Linked DNA regions of Mus musculus: regions 1, 2 and 3 are each linked to region 4. Evidence: chromatin contacts called from public HiChIP or PLAC-seq and promoter capture Hi-C data. All regions are on one chromosome and are shown on one strand. The core of a region is the stretch at or near the end of the contact, and the rest is flanking DNA. Distances in the headings are between cores, read along the strand shown. Region 1 holds the start of Caly (calcyon neuron-specific vesicular protein). Region 2 holds the start of Cfap46 (cilia and flagella associated protein 46). Region 3 holds the start of Tubgcp2 (tubulin, gamma complex associated protein 2). Region 4 holds the start of Ap2a2 (adaptor-related protein complex 2, alpha 2 subunit).

The links. Promoter capture Hi-C pulls out the DNA fragments that hold promoters and counts their contacts. HiChIP or PLAC-seq counts read pairs in DNA pulled down with a chosen protein or histone mark. Capture Hi-C pulls out chosen DNA fragments and counts their contacts.
Region 1: a contact with region 4 is called in an HNF4G HiChIP or PLAC-seq map of pancreatic cancer cells. The contact joins the promoter of Caly here to the promoter of Ap2a2 in region 4.
Region 2: a promoter capture Hi-C map of cranial neural crest shows a contact between it and region 4. The contact joins the promoter of Cfap46 here to the promoter of Ap2a2 in region 4. A contact is called at or near these places in 2 of 39 promoter capture datasets (the C10 cell line and cranial neural crest).
Region 3: a promoter capture Hi-C map of pancreatic islet shows a contact between it and region 4, with 4 times the contacts expected there. The contact joins the promoter of Tubgcp2 here to the promoter of Ap2a2 in region 4. A contact is called at or near these places in 1 of 484 Hi-C or Micro-C datasets (B cells), 1 of 115 datasets of contacts at active chromatin or transcription factors (thymic regulatory T cells) and 2 of 9 other capture datasets (adipose tissue and pancreatic islet).

The regions. Positions count from the first base shown.
Region 1 is chr7:140,081,025-140,083,842 of GRCm38.p6, forward strand. It overlaps Caly (calcyon neuron-specific vesicular protein), which reads right to left and starts at 1,524. Exons shown (of 5, transcript NM_001190385.1): 1 at 1,438-1,524.
Region 2 is chr7:139,682,464-139,685,163 of GRCm38.p6, forward strand. It overlaps Cfap46 (cilia and flagella associated protein 46), which reads right to left and starts at 1,352. Exons shown (of 59, transcript NM_001302546.1): 1 at 1,259-1,352; 2 at 883-1,007; 3 at 541-672; 4 at 18-82. The coding sequence starts at 1,307. It overlaps Gm32680 (a long non-coding RNA gene), which reads left to right and starts at 1,591. Exons shown (of 3, transcript XR_389968.2): 1 at 1,591-1,676.
Region 3 is chr7:140,035,086-140,037,948 of GRCm38.p6, forward strand. Tubgcp2 (tubulin, gamma complex associated protein 2) reads right to left here and starts at 1,589. Exons shown (of 18, transcript NM_001286007.1): 1 at 1,262-1,589. Zfp511 (zinc finger protein 511) reads left to right here and starts at 1,306. Exons shown (of 6, transcript NM_027201.1): 1 at 1,306-1,521; 2 at 1,735-1,808; 3 at 2,135-2,336; 4 at 2,431-2,555. The coding sequence starts at 1,369.
Region 4 is chr7:141,560,565-141,563,440 of GRCm38.p6, forward strand. It overlaps Ap2a2 (adaptor-related protein complex 2, alpha 2 subunit), which reads left to right and starts at 1,616. Exons shown (of 22, transcript NM_007459.3): 1 at 1,616-1,862. The coding sequence starts at 1,796.

The DNA.
Region 1 (2,818 bases), core at 274-2,773, 1.5 Mb before region 4:
CCCTCCGTCGTCAGGCAGAACATCGCATCCCAAGAGTGGACAACTCTCACCTTCTCTCAGCACACCAGAAGATTCCATCTAGGATTTTGGGGTTCCCGCTGGGAAGATGATAGGGGTCATAAAGGTTTAGAATTGGGAAGACTTCCTAACATCATCCACGGGTCCTCCCCTCTATCCCACTCTGTCATTTGGTCTCCCGAGAGTTTGTTTTTCATTTTCAGCGCTCTCCGGGGGTGGTGGGGCGGGTATCTCTGATCACGGTCTATGCACCAACAAGACGCTGACGGACAAATATTGGAGGATGCGAATTTTTATTTGAAAACCCATAAAAGCTGGGTTAGAGGTCACAGACTCACGTTCACACGGACCCTTTCATGCTGCGTCACACAGAAGTGCACATTGGTGGGGGCTCGTGCTCTCCTCTTACGACGCTGCCGCAGTGCCCACCCTGGTCTGCTTGCACCCAAGCCTTTTAGGTCATAGATGTTTGCCTCCAGTTTGAACGGCTGTTGTTCTGTGGGGCCCAAGCAAAGAGGGACAGAGAGGAGGGGCACAGCTGCTTGTGGCTCCCGACACTCACCAGCCACCTGTGGCCCAGCATCTAGAGCCAAGCCCCGCGGCAGGTGGTTTGAGACAAATGGCTATCATACCTCCTACCATCCTTTAACCTTCACTCAGCGACCCCCATCAGGCCCTAACGCTCAATGTTCTGGGCAACACCCCTTCTGCTAATCCCTTTCTCTCCATCGAGCTGTTTCCTTTTTTAACACCCAGCACCCAGCAGTCAGACCCGAACAGGAGCTGACGGTTTTGCCCCTGGGCCACCTTGGAGATGCACAGCTCCCACTGGCTCTCCCAGACCTGCAGAGGTGGAGCCAGCCCACAAGGAGGGGGTCTGCAGTCACCATGAACTGGGCGAGATGAGGTCCAGCTGTCCCGCCGCCCCTGCTACCCTACTATGCCCAGGATAAGGATTTGCAGCTTCATATGGGGTTTGTGCAGGCTGAGCAGCCATAATTCTTCCTAATGTCCAGGCTGCCACTGGCCTGTAGGGGTTTCTCGACATACCTTGAGGTCTAGGGACCTTTCCATCCACCTCAAGCCAGCAGAGCTGCTGCCCCCAACTGTCCCGAGAGGTCTAATGACCACCCTCCACCGGAGCCAGCGGGGCCAACCTGACTTCTAGTGGAGACCACAGGAAGGAGATGGCTGTGCTCCACCGCTCTGGCAGACATCGGATCAGTCAAATCACTCCCACATAGACTCTCAACCCCTACACCCATATCTTTGCACGTACATCCCACAGACGCACAGTCACACACTCTTGCACCCGCCCCCTTCCTCGCACCTCTCACATCCCTGCACCCTTGCACACCCACGCACACATGCTGGCCCCCTCGTCCCCATTCCAAAAGGAGAAACGTGGAAATGGCTCACAGGCAGTTGCTGCAGGACGCAGTCGCGGGAGGACAGGGATGCAGTGTAGATGCGGAGGATGCAGTTCCAGGCGCTTCACCACCAGGCGGGGCGGGCTAGGGGCTGAAGCCTGAGAGCGAGGCTGTGGTTGCCATGGAGATGCAGGCTGGAGGAGGGACCACTGTGGCTCAGGTGGCCTCACACCCCCTCCCACGGCAGATCTCTGCACTGTCTCTTATCACACTCACACACCTGACACAAGCACTTCACACACCCACGAAATACATTTCACATACTTGATACACACTTCACCCTCCCATACGCACATATTGCTTGCTTTCTTTCTTTCTTTCTTCCTTCCTTCCTTTCTTTCTTTCTTCCTTCCTTCCTTCCTTCCTTCCTTCCTTTCTTTCTTTCTTTCTTTCTTTCTTTTTTTTTGTTGTTGATTTTTGTTTATTTGTTTGTTTTTTGTTTTTCAAGACAGGGTTTCTCTGTGTAGCCCTGGCTGTCCTGGAACTCATTCTGTAGACCAGGCCTCAAACTCAGAAATCCACCGCCTCTGCCTCCCAAGTGCTGGGATTAAAGACGTGCGCCACCACTGCCCGGCTACATATTGCTAAGACACACTTCATACACAATTTACACCCCTGACACACACAGCATGCAAAGGCATACATCACACCAGTTCTCACATCTCATGTCACTTCACTGCAGGGGGGCAACCAGGAGACCAGAGGAGCCCTGGCTGCTCCTCCAGCTGGGATTCCAGGGGTTAAGGGAGAGCCTGTTCCTTCCCCTGAGATCTCACAATAGAAGCTGGGGTCAGGACAGCTGTGGTTGGCCTCTGACCTAGAGGGCGCTCCTCTAGACGCCTTTCCATGTCTGAATTTCTGGGCTGGAAGCTTTCCTAGGACTGGCCTTGTCTTGCTTGGTCACTGGTGCCTGAATAATGGTAATATGCAGAAGGCACTGGACAGATGTTTAGTTGATAGTATGCCTCGCTTCACACAGGGCATCTCTAGTGGCCGTGCTTCTCCTGGTCTTCCGCTCGAGGCAGCAGTACTCTCTGTTCACAGTTCTGTCTTGCTGTTGACTGGAATCCGCCTTAAAAAAGATTTATTTATTTATTTTATGTATATGAGTACACTGTAGCTGTACTGATGGTTGTGAGCCATCATGTGGTTGCTGGGAATTTGAATTCAGGACCTCTGCTCACTCTGGTGGAGCCCACTCAATCCAGCCTAAAGATTTATTTATTATTATACAAAAGTAAACTGTAGCTGTCTTCAGACACACCAGAAGAGGGCATCAGATCTTATTACGGATGGTTGTGAGTCACCATGTATTTGAACTCAGGACCTTCAGAAGAACAGTCAAGTGCTCTTAACCGCTGAGCCATCTC
Region 2 (2,700 bases), core at 102-2,601, 1.9 Mb before region 4:
CAGTTCAGCATACCTACCTCGGTTCTCCTTTTGCAAAGTTTATGGCCTTCATGTACTGTGTCACGCAATTTTCAAATTCTTCCTAAGACAGCACAAAGAATACCCAGGTGAGCCAACTAGCCACCCCAGCACCCACTGCTGCTCATCTTCATTCCTGGCATCCAATGCAAACTGGTTTTCACCCCAGCTTATGCACAGTCCGGGGACAGCGAAGACCCTTGAGCAACCACAGCTGGCTGTGCCTGTGGGTTCCAGACTCTCCCACCTCCCGCTCTGCCCAGCCCAGGAAGGGCTTTGGGGGAGAGAAGACAGAAAGGTCATAGCACCCCCTTGCAGAGGTGGGAGGTCATATGGACTCATGTCAGGCACCTGGCGAGTACCGAGCGGAGAGAAAAGCACAAATGGGAACTGCCGATGTTTTTTGCATCACTGTGAAGGAGACTCTGGTTCCTCAGTCCCATTTTGCTTTAAAGCTTCTCTAAGACCTGCCTTGCTGCCATCCCTGGAGGTGGGGTGAGAAGTGGAGAGGGGTAGTCTTACCACATTTTCCTCTGACTGTGGGGCACAAAGCTGGGCCCTGCACAGGTGCGCTCGGCCCAAAAACTGAGTGATTGGCGCCTTCACTTTGAAGTACATCTGGATGCAGTCTTCGCTTATCTCAGGCTCTTTCATCTGTAGGAGATTGAAGCCAGGAAGAGGAAGGAAGATGCCCAGGATGAAGGCGCTCTGGGTCACTGGTGAGGCTAGCTTGGTCATTTCTATACTCACAACACTCATCAAATGTCCCATCCACCCTAACCCTGTGCCGTTTACACCCAAAGATGTGAAGGTGGGGACAGGTTCATTGTGTGCCAGTGACAGCCAGTCACTCAAGGGCTTCACCTTGAGTGCCTGCTCTGCACACAGCACAAACAGGTCCGGGCTGAAGCTCTCTGTGGGGTCAAGCTCCGACTTTCCCAGGTTTGCAGACTTGATCAGTTCATAAGCTCTTCGCAGGGCAGTTGCATCTATCGGGCAGAGGATCAGCAGAGGGGCCCAGCATAGGTATGTCAGAGAGACACAGTCCACAGTCCCTGGAAGAGCCTTCCTCTGGCACAGAAATATGGGTCTGAATTCCTGGCCAGGTTGCTTTCAACCATCCCCACTCAGCGACTAGGCCAGGGTTCAACAACTGTATCCACCGCATCGCATCACGGACTTTTGTGCCACTCTACTTAGGTCAAGGGGTTCCCATCAGCAAAGTTAGAGTGAGACCCACCTTGTTGATTCCGGGCACGGGCCAGTTCCTGCGTTATGATCAGGTCCATGGCCCTGGAGGCCCTCAACTATACAGCTCCACTGCTGGACCAGTAGCGGTTGCCTAGAGACGGGGCCCAGACCAAGGACGCGGGAGCTCGGGGCGGGGCTACACTTGAGGAGTCCGTGACGCTGGGAGTAGGGAGGGGAAGGGGGCGGGGAAGTAGACAAGAAGCAGGCGGAGCGGAACTGATGGACACCGAGTGAGGCCAGGTCAAGAACTCTTGAGTGTTGAATTGGCACCCAGGGCACCCATACCATGCTGTCTTCACTTTCCTTGCCAGGCTGCGCTCACCTCCCATCCATCCACCCATGTTTCTGTGTCCTGCTCTGTTGCGGCACAGAAAGACAAGGGAACTCCACAAAACCTCCCTGCTCCGGTAAGCGCGGGCTGGACGGATGCAGGAAAAAGATCTAACAGAAGATGCCTACCAGAGCAGGAAGGTGGGCTGCTGGGTACCAGTCGGACAGGGAAGTTGCCAGCCTCAGAAAGCGTGCCCCTTTCTATCTGCAAGGGCCACCTGTGGCGGGTCTACATGTGTGACATTATCTAAGGGATCTGAGGAGTGAAGACTGAGTAGACCCGCCTGTAGCTGCTGCCTGGGCAAGAAGCCTTGGAATTGGAGCAGTTCTGGGATCAGGAAGGATGCGGGGGGTGGGGTGGGGGGACGCCACAAACGCTCTAGAGCCCTTGTTCGAGGATCACTCTTAGAGATGACTTTCATTAAGACATAGTAGTCTTGGAGGTCCAAGCTGGGGCAGAGCCCGGAGCTGCAGGAGGAGCTGCGCTTCATCAGCTGAGAAGCAGTGGTCGGTGGGCAATGATGGAGATCCCCGGGGCAGCAGGTGGGCAGCAGGTTAGCAGGCGTATAGGCAAAGACAAAGCTGACTCTAGTATCCTAAATGAGCGTTTAGAACGGCGTGCAGAAGGACAAACGTGTATACAAGATCTAAGGGAAAAAGCCGCAGTCCCCAAGGCCACGCCCCCAGTGACCTACTTCCTCTAGCCAGACACCACCTCTTAAAGAATACCGAACCTCTCGAAATAGCGCCACCTGCTGGGACTATGAGTCAGCACATGAGCCCGTGAGACCTTAGCAGGCGCAAACTAAAAAACCACAGAGGGAGAAACAGATAAAATCTTTCCTCAGAAGTAGAGTCTTCTGATCTTTTGAAAGAAGCTGTTAGGAAAATGAAAAGGTAGACTACAGGTTAGAAGAAAACATTCATAATAAAATCTAATACAAGACCTGTGTCTAGATTATATAAGAGTTCAATGGATAAATCACAGGCAAGTTTTAGAAGATGCCAAAGACTTGGATAGACACTTGACAACGTGAGCTACTTGACTACCCAGTGAGCAGGGAATGAGTGCAGCCGCCACCGTTGCCAGTAATCAGAGAA
Region 3 (2,863 bases), core at 339-2,838, 1.5 Mb before region 4:
CTGGCCTGGGTGTGTGTGAGTGTGTGTGTGTGTGAGACATTCACCTTTAATCCCCAGCACTTAGGAAGCACAGACAGTCACAGATCTCCTAGTTCAAGACCAGTCTGGTCTCAGAACAAGCCAGGACTACACAGTAAAAAACAAACAAAAGCCCCCAAACAAAACACCTAACCAAGCCGGGCAGTGGTGGCGCATGCCTTTAATCCCAGCACTTGGGAGGCAGAGGCAGGTGGATTTCTGAGTTTGAGGTCAGCCTGGTCTAACAAAGTGAGTTGTCCAGGACAGCCAGGATACACAAAGAAACCCTGTCTCGAAAACAAAAAACAAAAAACAAAACAAAACACCTAACCAAGACATGGCCTGTCAAAAACATTTTATCATTTGCAAAATGTCAAGAATCCAAATACTTTTACAGAGACAAAAGTGAGAGAGATGATATCACGCCTGGTCATAAGCAGCTGTCTAAAGACATAGAAACGCTCATTTCCAGGGCTTAATTACAGAAAGGCTTTCCTTCCTTCATCCCTCCCTCCTTCTCTTCTTCGCCCCCCCGCCCGTGCCTCTCCCTGCTCCCCAGGTCCCTCTCCTTAGGGGGAAGGTTTTACTATAAATAAGAGAGAAAACATCCAGAGACATTTGGAAGAATCCAGAACAGAGAGAAAGAGAAACAGACCGAGCAAGGCCTGGGCTGAGAGAGAGGGAGAATAATCCCAAAAGGCTTTCATTTGTATCTATTAAACAGTAGCGTCCCTTCTTTCTTGACACTTATATTCATACTGGGGGAGGGTGACCTACTTTGGTAGAGGAGCAAAGTTAAAGCCCCTCAAAGTGTCAGCCGCACGTTTCGATCGTCTTTTTGTTTAGGTTAGGGTTTCTTTCCACACCTGTCTCTACTGCAGCAGGCCCTGATCCCTTCACCCCTGAACCCCGAGCACCAGCAGCAGATGCAGAAAACCCGCAGGCCAGCACCGCAGTCACCGCGGGGCTGTCAAGAGAGGAGTCACACTAACCACGAACTTCCCAAGGCCACTGCCTCCAATTGGACTCCTGGAGAGGACTGAAAGAGCCAGAGAGGCAGTCGCACCGTGGAGCGAGACAAGCCCGGGCTGGCGGACGGAACCGCCGGCGGCAGAGGCCCAAGAGAATCAGGCTCTTCCCCGCTGCAGGCCAGCCTGGCTCCGGTACCCGATCCCGCGCCCGGCTCCAGCCCCGCCCTTCTCCGACCAGTTCCCGCCACAACACAGACCCAGCCCTGACTCACCTCCGCGCGTCGCGTCCCGCCCCGCAGGGTCGCCACAGGAAGTTAGTAGACGTCACGTCCGTCACCACCCCTCCGACGGTGGCCGAAGGGCCGCGGCGGCCGTGGTGATGTTGCTTCCCCCTGCACTATATTCCCGCCTGGCCGGGGAGCCGGGGGCAGCCGAACCGCTGCCCGTGGAGAGGAACCCTGCGGCTGGGGAGGCACCCTTCCGATTCGCGCCGCGTGCCGTGCGCTTCCCGCGGGATCACGAATTCTTCGAGGTGCGTGACAACCCGGGCGGAAGATGTCCTGAGCCCCACAGGGAGGGGCCTAGAAGCAAGACTGTCGCTGTGGGCGGGGCTTGTGGGGACCGGACCTGTGGACCGGATCAAGGGGCTGGACACAGCTCTATGGGTTGGGGCGTGGCTCCGAGCTGTAGGGCGTGGCTTCGATGCCGGAGTCCACCCACAGCTCTTGACGCGTGTCTTCTGTAGGATGGGGATGTGCAGCGGCACCTGTACTTGCAGGACATGCTCACGCAAGTGTCCGAGACGCCGGAAAAATCCATGTGAGCACCTTGGCTTCGAGGCCTTACTCGGCTTGCTAGCGCTATCCTGATTCCTCCTCTCTCGTCCGCTTACACCCTGGGACTCCGACCCCTCCCAGTTGACACCCGAGTAGCATCCACTTAGCACCACCCTGCCCTAACAGGAGCATGGCTTGGCTGGACTTCCCTCCCCTAGTCTGTTAGTAAGGTTTGGGGTGGCACAAGAAGCGCTCTTCTTGTTTCAGGCTCAGCTGGAATATGGGTAAGAAGTTCCGCCGGAATTCCTGCCTTGGGATAGTTGGGGGAAGGGGGAAACATTCTTCCAAGAGACACACCTCCTTTCCCAGGGTGCCTGAGTTCACCTGTCAGGTGGCTGGCTGTTGCCAAGTGTTTGCCGCCATAGAAGACTACCAGCACCACTACCACATGATGCATGGAAACACCTGCTCCTTCTGCAACCGTGCCTTCCCCTCTGGGCATTTGCTGGATGTCCACATCCTGGAATGGCACGACTCTCTGTTTCAGATCCTGGCCCAGAGGCAAGACATGGTGGGTGCTGACTGCACTGGGTGCATCTGCAGTGGTGACTGGGATTAGGGCTTAGGGCAGGGTGAGAGTAGAGGTGACACTTTATTCTTTGTAGTACCAGTGCTTGGTTGAAAGCTGCCCAGAGAAGTTCAAGACCAGCCAAGACCGGAAGGATCACATGGTGAGGCTACACCTGTACCCTGCGGATTTCCGATTTGATAAGCCCAAGACGAACAGAGGGTACGTGAGGGACCCAGTTGTGACTGTCCCCAGTCTTAAGCCTGGGAACAGACACTGTAATCAAATCTTAGTGAGGACACTAACAGAGCAGAGGGTGAGGTGCTAGCAAGTGCTTGTGCTGGTGTGGTGTCTTCCATGGCCCTCTGATGCTACCAGCAGGGCACTGGGGACTGTCCCAAGTGTGTGTGCTTTTCCCATGGAATCCCCTGTGTGCTCTTCACACTTCTCCCATGGAACCCCCTAGGGTTTCTCTCTCTCTCTCTCTCTCTCTCTCTCTCTCTCTCTGCTTACTTTTATAAACTTGCCAA
Region 4 (2,876 bases), core at 366-2,865:
TTATTTATTTTTGCTGTGACAAAAGCAAGCTAGGAAAAGGTTTTGTAGAAGCTCACAGTTGGAGGATATGTTCTCTCAGAATGGGAAGTCATGACTGTAAGAGCTCAGGCAGCTCGTCACATTGTCACCACAGCCAGGAAACAGATGAATGCTGTTGCTCACCCCGTTCCTTTTTATTCCGCTCAGGACCCTTACAGCCTATATTTATGGTGGGCCTCAATCAGACTAATCTAGAAACTTCCTGACAGGTGTGTCCAGATGTTTGTTTTCATGATGAGTGTAGTAGATCCTATCCAATATGACAACCAAGATTAACCATTTTTTAGACATGGCTCAGTGGGTAAAGGTGCTTCCTGGGACTCACAAGGTGGAAGGAAAAAAATTGACTCTCACAAAGTGTCCTTTGAGTTCCACATTGCACACCCCTTTCAATAAATAATTTATAATGAAATTATTTAAAATACTAACTATAGGATGGCTGTGGTGACTCTCAGAGTCAGTACAATGGAGGAGTCTGAGAATCTCCTGCAGTCTCATTCCTGTCTGGGCATAAGCAATGGGATTCCTATTGCCACCTGTCCAGCACTCCTTATATGGCCCAGAAGCATCTTTTTGATGGTGCAGACAAGCTGGAGGAAGTTTATTTTCTGGTGCTGGCTCTTTCACCTCTTAAAAAGTCAGGCAAATTCAGCAGCCTCACCAGAGATTTGGCTTATTATGTTCTCAGTTTCTTCCATCAGTCCTGGGACCTTGGTGGACTGCCTGATTTATAGGAGGGTCGTGCCTCTTATTCTCTGGACTAGGCTCTACCACATCTGTATAAAAGCAAGGGACAGAGAGTTCTGCCTAGTGGGTCTGGATCATGATAACCACCTTAGGTGTGAAGCTTCCTCTTCACAGAAGAGAGCTAGGGAAGAGCCACCATGATCTCCACTTCCTGGAGTGGTGGGCCAATCCCGCTCTTCTGCAAAATGGGTCCATAGGAAGGATCCAATGGGGCCACCTCGCTAGAGAGGGGAACAGGGGAGCAGAAGCAATAAGCAAAGGGGCCTGGATGAATGCTGAGAGGTTGTACTCCAGACAACAGTCACCTCGGCAAGAGTGGTCAGTCTAGCTTCAAGCCTCAGTTTCCCCATTTGTAAGGGAAGTAGGAACCTGGAGTAGCGCTTCCTTTTGTCCCAGTTTAGAGGCTTGTAAACGCCTCTCACTCCGGTTCCACGCCGGTGGCCTGGGGTAGGTCAGTCCAACTGCCAGGGCTCTGGGGCCGGTTTGCACAGGCAAAGGTTGACTGCTGTAGGTGCTAGTGCAGCCCGCTCCTCCCCTACACCCCTGTGTGACACTGGGTTGATCCCGCACTGGTGTCAGTGTCTCTGTCTAGGTAAAGCCGGGCTCACCCGTGAGAGCGAGATCGGGGCTACTCCGGTATACATTGGAAGGATCCTTCACCAGGCGGTGATACCAGGAGGTGTAGCGCCTGCGCGCTCCGCACAGCTCCGGTTCTCCAAGCAGCAATCCGGCTCTATCCCGCGCCACGCCCCCATCCTCCTCGTCCTCCCCCCGCCCCCCAGCACCGCGAGAATGCGCACGCTCTCTTGCACCGCCCGTCGCCGGGCGCGAGGCTCAGCGTGCGCGCCAGCGCGTGCGTCGTGCGTGCTCGCGCGCGCAGCCCAGCGAGCGGCGCTCGGGGGCCCGAGGCGGCTGTGGCTAGGCGGCTCCGCGCTCCAGGGCTCTTCGGCGTGACCGCCGCGCCCGTGCTGTTCTAGCCCGCCGCCGAGGCCGCTCCCGGGGCGCAAAGATGCCGGCCGTATCCAAGGGGGACGGGATGCGAGGCCTAGCGGTCTTCATCTCCGACATCCGCAACTGTGAGTGCCAGACGCCGGGCGGGCCTGAGCGGGGGCGCGGCCGGGGGTCCGCAGGTGCGGCCGGGGGTCTGGGGGGTTCGGCCGGAACGGGGAGAGGGGTGTGGGCCGGTGCGCGGGTCCGCTCAGGCTTGAGAAGGAGGGCTGTGGAGTGCAGATCGCGCGGTGGGGCGGGGGTCCCGCGCGGGCGCTTAGGGTGCAGAGCGCGCGTCCTGGGTGCACATCTGGCGGGAGTTGGTAGCCTGCTGCGGGGGGACCAGACTGGGGTGATGGTGGTGGTGTCCCAAGTCCTGACCCGAAGATGAGGTGTAGAGTGAAGATTCGTGCTGGTGAGTGGGGCAGGGTCCTGGAGGTGCAAATCTGGCAGTGGGGTTGGGGTAGGAGCAGAGATGTTAGGCAGAGATCTGGGGTGCGGACCCCTGGTAGAGTGATTGCATGTATGGGTTTGGACAGTTGGGAGATTGCCTGTGGGTGTTCAGACTGAGGTGCGGGGCTTAGGTGTCTTGAGATCTAGGTGTAGCGATGGGAGTGCGGGGCGCGGTGGGGAGTCTGTGGGGTTTGTGGCACAGTCGAGGGGTTTCCGGCCCTAGACGCCCCTCCCCAGCATGATGTCATCTTGGTCTTTCTAGTAATGGAGCCTTTAACCCAGCCTTTTCCAAAACAGCGTGGATTTCTCTTTGGGCGGGGATAGGGACACTATACGTCTCTCGGACCTGATTCAGGCGGCATGTTGGGCGATGATTAGATCTCACCCACTGCGATTAAAGTGACTCATTCCCCCAGGGAACCGGGAGCAGCCGGGTGTGGATGCTGGAAGCTGCGCCTGCTTCTCCGCTGAGCAGTTCTGTAGCCAGTGTCCCCTGGGTGGAAAAAAAAAATCTGCTCAAAGTGAAATGGGTCGGAAGGTTAAAGGTCAGGCAGGGCGGGTGCCCAGGACTTTGGCTTACAGAAACTTCTGAGGGTTATCAGACACCCCCTTACTGATGAGAAGAAAAGCCATTTTCCTGTCAGTTTATT